Linked DNA regions of Zea mays: region 2 is linked to region 1. Evidence: chromatin contacts called from public Hi-C data. All regions are on one chromosome and are shown on one strand. Each heading gives the region's core, a stretch centred on a gene start, on an enhancer-like site or on the middle of the called end of the contact. The rest is flanking DNA. Distances are from core to core; before and after follow the strand shown. Region 1 holds the start of LOC100284207 (glycine-rich RNA-binding protein 7). Region 2 holds the start of LOC100285996.

Region 1 (4,073 bases), core at 1,507-4,006:
TGAAGTTTACTTCATCTCGTATCATTTTGCATCTGGATTTACTAATGACTTTGCAATCTCATTGAATTGATTACAGACACTTTCTTAACCTTCCTTCTCCCATTTGTCGAAGAATGATGTAAATCAATAACCATATTGTTCTGACGTGTTTCATTTTGAGATGTCGACAAATTCACATCATTTATCATGGTTCCAGACTCAATCCCTTCTTGTATGACCACAAATCCAACACAATATACAAATTTTTGCAGCACTTATCTACTCAACATGACATCTTTTAGTAGGACAATATTTTGCACCATACAACATGGCAGGTCTAATCGTCGTCCTACCAAACTTACCTTTTAGCTTATGTGGTATCGTCTTATCACATTCTGGCTAGATGTTTGGTGCCACTTCCTCCACCCTATTTTGATTCTATGGCTAACATCTTCATCAATATCCCATCACTCGTGCTCACTACTTGACCTTCCAAACTAACATCTTCCTCAGGTGTAGTAATGCCGAAGCCACATCTCATGTATACGATTTTAGTTCTATTGTGTCTAACCTTTAAACTTCAGTCTCCTACCTCAACTCTAGTTTCCTATTTACTTCCGCCCAACTTTCCTCAACTAGCGCTACATAGTCCGCAAAAAGCATACACCAAGGTATATCCCATTGTATGTTCCTTGTGACCTCATCCATCACCAAGGCAAAAAGGTAAGGGCTTAAAAATTACTCTTGATATAGTCCTATTATATGCGAGAAATCATTCGTATCCTCATCACTTGTTTGCACACTAGTCACAACATTGTTGTTCATATCCTTGTTGAGTCCAAGATATTTTGTTGGAACGTTACGTTTGTCTAAAACCCCACCACATAACATTTCTTGTTAATTTATCATAACCATTCTCCAAGTCGCTGAACACTGTGTAGGTTCTTCCTCCATCACTTGCCAAATTGGTTTATATAGATCCTCGTTATTCATCTGAGACAATGCTCAATAACTCTCTCACATACCTTTATAGTGTAGCTCATCAACTTAATTCCACAATAAAAAAACTCAGCCAGGGAGGGAAAGACCGCCCCCGATATTATATTAAGAAGAGACAGAAACATGATCCCGTCCAAAAAAATCCACGAACCCTAGCCCTCCATCACTAGCGGGTCGTCACCGCGCACTCTGCAACGGCCCAACCGGAGGTGGCGAGCAGGACGTAATCTTGTTTTTTTTATCCCTACGGGCATGCATCAACGCACTCCTCAAGTATCACTTTACAATCCAATCATACTTGTTTATCCTTTTTTCTTGTGAAGACAAAGTCAATCTAACTAGAACGTTGACCACTACTATAGGTCACTAAATAAGATTCTCTCTTTCTAAAGAAACTATTGGCTACGAACAGGTTAAAACCTACCGCAAAGTCCAAGACTTTTTCTTACTCCTTATTCCTACTCTTAGCTTATTGTAAAAAAAACATAAGACAAACATACCTAAAAGTACAAAGTTACCACATAATAATAACTCGTAGCAGCATAACATGAACTTTTGTTTGTGAGGATTATGTTATTCTGTCTTCCATATCTCCAAATTGAGAAAATACGGGAAGTCCAAAGGAACTAGTTTTGAGTGAACATAAATTCGTAAACACTACATGGGCACATCACATAAGTTCCCCGTCTTTTTTTTGTGTTAATTCCTCAAGTCACTGGATCAATAGCTTAGGTCCAAGCCGCTCACATTTATCTTTATAACACTACACTCGTATCATACTGATGCTGGCTCATTGCAGTAAAACAGCAACCTCGTCCTCGCCTTTGGATGTATAAAGTCTAACACAGTCTCGTGGAACCACAATAAACAAAGAATCCGATTTGCGAAAGTGGAACACAAAGTACCATCTTTTGCATTCCAGTTTACCAACTTCTGAATTCCGATTTTGTACAAATCAAAATTTCTGTTCCACAAAAGGCCAGCCAGTTTCATGTCACTGTATGAGGAAGAGTTACCTAGCTCGACAAGCCTATGCCAAAGAGGCACAAGGTCGCACAAAACTGAATCACATTGAAGCACTCAAAATCACACCCAGCTCAAGATCCCCTCTTGCTCTATGAGCAGTGAATTCCACAATTAAAGTGAAGGCGACCGAATCTACGCGCTCGGCCCTTCAGGGAGGGGCATCGGCTGAACCCGGATGCCGAGCATAGAGAGGGGAGGACAACCACAGGGGCTGATAGCCTGATGCAGCAACGACTGGACAGTACGTATGTATATACCTTAATGGTGCGGGCCTGGTCGGCGGCGAGGGAGGCCTTGGAGAAGATGTCATCGTCGACGAAGACAGCCTTCCGCCCGAGCATCTTCTGCAGCGCGTCCACGTTGGCGCCGAGCTCCCCCAGGTTCCCGATCGCGGCGCTCCACCGCTCTCCCGACGAGGACGCCGCCGCCGGGCCTCCGGATGAGGACGAAGGAGAAGGAGACCCCGATACCGCAGCGCCGTGTGCTGGGCCGACCGCGACGGCCGCGGACTTCTCCCTCTGCGCGGCCATGCTCACCGCCGCCGCCGCCACCGACCTCGGCGGAGTCGGCTCAGGTCCTCTTTTTCCGTTTGGGCCCGTAGGCTTGCCCGATACTGCAGACCGGGAGACACGGCCTCACCGCCCAGCCACTGACACTGACACTGCGATCAACTCGTATGTAGACCCCACATGCCATCGACGTTACGCGTAACCCCCGCCTAAAAAATATCCGTCCCCCACGCCGCAGCAGTTGAATAGCAAGGATCGAATGGACAGCTGATTGCTTGAGCCCATCGGACGGCCGCGTGGCTCCCAGGAGCCCTATATCACCATCCTTGCCCACCGCCTCCCCTCATCACCAGCGTCCGCCACCGCCGCCGCCTTTCGTACCGCGGCCCCTAAACCCCTTTCCTCGTTCCCCTCCGTCTCTCAGGTGCGCGCTTAAACCCTAGTAGCTATATATATTTTCGATTTATTGTTTCAGCCTGTTTTTCCATCGTGTTGATGCTACCCGTCGGGATGATGCGCCCCATGCCGCTAGCGTTGGCGATCCGTGTCCTTTTCGTTTCCTTGCGTCGTTAACTCGTTGGGGGCGATTGGGGAGTAGAAGTAGTGTGTTTTAGTGTTTATGATTTCGTGTATTGTTAGTTTGGACGTAGGTCGTTTATGGTGGTTCGCGCTCGTGCACGGCTCGGTGGTTAGGGTTTACCTGGATCCCCGCATTTTTTTCGTCTTCATCGCTCGGTTTCGTGGTTCCGAACTTCTACGATGTGTGATTAACTTCCTATTAGTACGCTGCTCTACTTTACTCGCGGCGTGTTTTTCTAGCATCCTTTTACGTTTGTAGCCATTTGGTCCACATGTTGTATGGGTCTTTATGGTGCACATGGAATGTTTTCGTTTTGTTTTCCTTCGATTAGAATGTTTAAATGGTGTATATTAGGTAGCTGTAGTCAACTACTGTTTAACACCCAAGCTTCTGCTGTTTCTTAGTCTATTTCTTGATGCCACAGCACTCAATATCCATGTCCCCATGAATAATAAATTCTCAGATCAGTGTTATGAAAACTTTTTTTTATTTTGTTACCATGTCAAAATTAATGACCATCTCCATTACTATCATCATACAGTAGTGCCTCTGTTTATACTTGAAATTTGAATCCTCGCTACAGTTATGTTTTTTTTAAATATTGAGCACATTTTTTATGCTTCAAGCAAGGCAGTGGTGCATGTTTCCTTCATCCTCTGTTATAACAAGATGGTGGGCAACTGTTTATTGCCCCTTTGGTATCAATGCCTGTTAGAGCATCTCCAACGATGCCTCAAATTTGTGCCTTAAATTGAAAAATATGAGGCTCTATGTAGTAAAAACTACTCCGTGCCTCATTTAATAAAATTTGGTTAAAAAATTATACCGTAGTGTGCTGTACTATAATCTAGATTTGATGCTTTACTATTCGAGCGGAATGTTTTGTTGGTGCCCTAAATTCTATAAAATATACTCATTTTTAAATTATAGGGCATTTTTATAGATTACGTTGTTGGAGATGCTCTTACAAACTATAACTA
Region 2 (3,766 bases), core at 727-3,226, 180 kb after region 1:
TCGATGGTTCTGGTTATGACTATGGTGCTGGTAAGTGGTATTCTTTCCGTTTGGAAAGGGTACATCGGGCTAATAACTTGGGTTAATGCTAAAACCTGGCTTTCTATTAGTAAATAATAATCTGACCAACTAAAAGCAACTGCTTGACTTATCCCCACATAAAGCTAGTCCACTACAGCCAAACAGGATACTTGCTGAGTATGTTGATGTGTACTCACCCTTGCTCTACACACCAAACCCCCCATACCCAGGTTGTCAGCATTGCAACCACTGCTCAGGAGAAGATGAAGCTGTGGAAGGAGACTTCCAGGAGTTCCAAGACTACGACGAGTTCTAGGCGTGGGTTAGCGGCAACCCCCAGTCGGCTGCCTGTGAAGGCCGCGGTTATCTACGTTTCGTTTTCGCACTTTGATTTATTGTAAGGACTATATGGACGTCTCAGACATATGATGTAATCGACTATTATTTCCCTTTTAATACTATTTTGAGCACTGTGTGATGATGTCCATGTTATGTAACTGCTGTGTACGTGAATAACTGATCCTGGCACGTACATGGTTCGCATTCGGTTTGCCTTCTAAAACCGGGTGTGACAGTGCTTGAGCTTCAGCTTTAGCTTCATCAATATTATGGATAGCCTTGGATTCTTGCCAGGTTCCTTCATCCCTTCTTGCGGCTTCTTGGCTTCCATAAACTGATGTAACGCCTTGGTTGCTTGGTATCTTCATACAAAGACATGCTGAGTGTAGGACTGCTTCGAAAGCATTAAGTGTTCCTCTTCCAATGATTGCATTATATGGGAATTTCATATCGACAATATCAAACACAACTTCCTCTGTTCTAGTGTTGTTGATATAGCCGAAGGTGACAGCCATGGCCAGTTTTCCAAGTGCTATGACTTGCTTGCCTCTAAAGCCACAGAGTGGGTAAGCTGATTTTTGAATTTTATCTTCAGGTTCTTACAATGGCCTGGAGGATTTTGCGAAGGTGATATCTGTTGCACTGCCTATGTCGACCAAGACATTGTGAACTATGAAGCCTTTTATGACAGACGAAATCACCATGGCATCTTTGTGTGGGTAATCTTTGAGTTGAAGGTCTTCTTGAGAGAATGTAATTGGAATATGTGACCACTTTAACTTGATATTGGATCCTTGAACCCCAACATATTGTACCCTTTTCTGGGCGTCTTTCTTCTGTTTATTGTTGCTTGGTTCGGAGCTTGGATTAAAGTCAGTTGTTCAGACTGCTGCAGCCGCAATTCATAAAGACAAAGTACTGTAGAAGCATAGAAGCTGGTATGAATTAAAGTCAAGCGAACATGCTTTGATTCGCCCGTGATGGGAAGACAAGCTTCTTTGAGCCTAGCGATGAAATATCAGGGCTTGCCATGCTCTTTGTTATGACCGTGAATTAAAATCTAATTTCTACTGATAGTTTCATTAGCTCAACCACAAGTGGAAATCAATTTCCACCGGTGGTTTTTAACTAACTGCCAATGAAAAGACCGATTTCTACATACCCTTAGTACTGAAGGTTCTAAAAGTAGGTTTTATCTGCATCTATAGAGTTTGTTTGTACTAATGCTAATTAATCCATGGCACACCTAAGCTAGGGCAGAGAGGAAAAGGGGGAAGCCCTCCCTCTCTCCCTCCCCAGTCCCGAGCCACAAAGCAGGGAGGACGGGAATCTGGCTGTTCCTCCGCGGGGCCCGGCAGCCGCCTGTGCGCGCTACGGCACCCGGCCACTCGCGCCCCGGCCGTACGTGGTCGCCCACCGCGGCAGGCGCCGCGGCCAACCGGCAGTCGACAGCGACGCCGCCCACGCAGAGCAGAGCAGCGAGGGAGCGTGCAGACACTACTAGTCAACCTGTGTACTCGATCCGATCCAGTGTCAGTCAGTCCCCTGCCCGCCCGCCCTGCGTGTGCGTGCTGCGTGCTGCTACTATATATAAATTGCAAGCAAGCTAGGCAGGCAGGCTAGCCCAGCGCTCGGCCCTCGGCTCCTTAAGGCTTCATCTTCTCAAGTTCCGGCCGTCCATCGCCGCCGCCGGCCTCGGCCGGCTCAGTTCCTGCCTGCCAGCCAAAAATTCCACACCACCCACCCAGAGACTGAGGCGCGCGGTGGTGAAGACGTGATCGAAAGTCGAAACCAAAACGATATATAGATGGGGCGCGGGCGCGGCAAGGTGGAGGTGCGTCGCATCGAGAACAGCGTGAGCCGGCAGGTGACCTTCTCGAAGCGGCGGCGCGGGCTGGCGAAGAAGGCGCGGGAGCTGGCCGTGCTCTGCGACGCCGACGTCGCGCTGCTCGTCTTCTCCGACAAGGGCAGGCTCCACGACTTCGCCGCGCACGGCAGGTACGACGTCGTCGATCTATACGTGCATGCAGAATGCATGGTAGGGGTAGGGCAGTACTCCTATGGCTATGATCCTCCTATACTCCATTTCTGGTAATGGAGCGGGCCGGGGTGTGTGCGTCAATCTGGCGTGGCGTACGTACGTACGGGCCAGTACCATACACGGCAATTATTCGGAGGGCAGCACAGGCACCGGCACCGGCACCTTAGCCACTCGCCCACTCCTACCCTCTTTGGCTCTATTTATGGAAGTATATAGTACGGGCGTACGGCACTGTGCTGCCACCGTGGTCTGTGCAATGCTACTCCCTAGCACCACTTGGGTTTATAGATGGCCAATAAGCACGAGGCCCGCGAGCCCCGCTTTTTGGGCCCGGTACGGCCCGGTTCTATGCGAGCCCGGGCTGGCCCGGCACGAATAAGCGAGCCGGGCTCGGACAGGAAATTAGACATGGTGGGCTAGCACGGCACGACCCGTTTATCTCTAAGCACGTTAAACCCGCTTTTTTTGCACTAAAATATGCTTTTTGGCCCGCTTTTGGCCCGCTTTTTTCGTGCTAAACGGGTCTGGCCGGCCCGTTTAGGCCCACTACGGGCCGGGCTCGGACAGAGAATCAAGCCCGCGGGCTCAGCAGGCCCGCCCCAGTTTCCTAACCGTGTCTGGCGGGCCGGGCCGGGCCGGGCGGCCCGTTTGGCCATCTCTACTTGGGTTCCACAGTCAGACACCCCCTTTTTACTTCGTACAAAAATAAAGTAAAATTACACACAAGTGAAGTGAAGTTTCGAAATCTAATCAACAAAACACATGTACATATTTTTATGTTTTATTAAAACAAAATTTAACTAGCGGTACCACTACGAGCGACTCTCGAGGCGCCCATGCAGAGTCATACGAGGGTAAAAAAAATCTCGAGAGCGAGATTCGGCAAAACCGCCAAAAAAATCTCGTTCTCGCCATCGACCGGTTTCAAAAACCGAACTTTTTTCGAGCATTTTGTTTCAATTTTTTGAATTTCAAAAATAATCATAAAAGTTATGGGGAAATTTATCAAAATTATAGAATTTTAGGAAATCAGAAATATATTATTTATTTAAAAATCATGTTTTGGTATTCAAAATAAATTCGGTTTTTTCTAGACCCGTTAACTAAATCCGAACCCGTAAACCCGCAGAGAAAATAGCGAAAACCACCAAGAAAGCGGCGAAAAAGCCGTCGAGAAAAACGAAAAATCACAATTCAAATTCAAAAATTCAAACCGCTCGAGATTAGCGGGTTTTTTTTGTGTGCTAAAAACCATTTTTGGGTATGAGTGAGAAATCACTTATAAAACGGGACGGTGAACCCTGAGTCACACACTGATGAGTCTCAGAGTCACACACAGCCTGGCCACACCAGCTTCTTTGGGCG

Evidence for each region. A called contact is a pair of places that touch in the nucleus more often than the background predicts.
Region 2: a Hi-C map of tassel shows a contact between it and region 1, with 2.7 times the contacts expected there. The contact joins the promoter of LOC100285996 here to the promoter of LOC100284207 in region 1. A contact is called at or near these places in 5 of 25 Hi-C or Micro-C datasets (bundle sheath, ear, leaf and 1 more).

The regions. Positions count from the first base shown.
Region 1 is chr10:17,615,187-17,619,259 of Zm-B73-REFERENCE-NAM-5.0, forward strand. LOC100284207 (glycine-rich RNA-binding protein 7) reads left to right here and starts at 2,757. Exons shown (of 5, transcript NM_001254914.2): 1 at 2,757-2,937. LOC100382621 reads right to left here and starts at 2,574. Exons shown (of 3, transcript NM_001175346.1): 1 at 2,262-2,574. The coding sequence starts at 2,534.
Region 2 is chr10:17,795,549-17,799,314 of Zm-B73-REFERENCE-NAM-5.0, forward strand. It overlaps LOC100285996, which reads left to right and starts at 1,977. Exons shown (of 8, transcript NM_001158884.1): 1 at 1,977-2,358. The coding sequence starts at 2,168.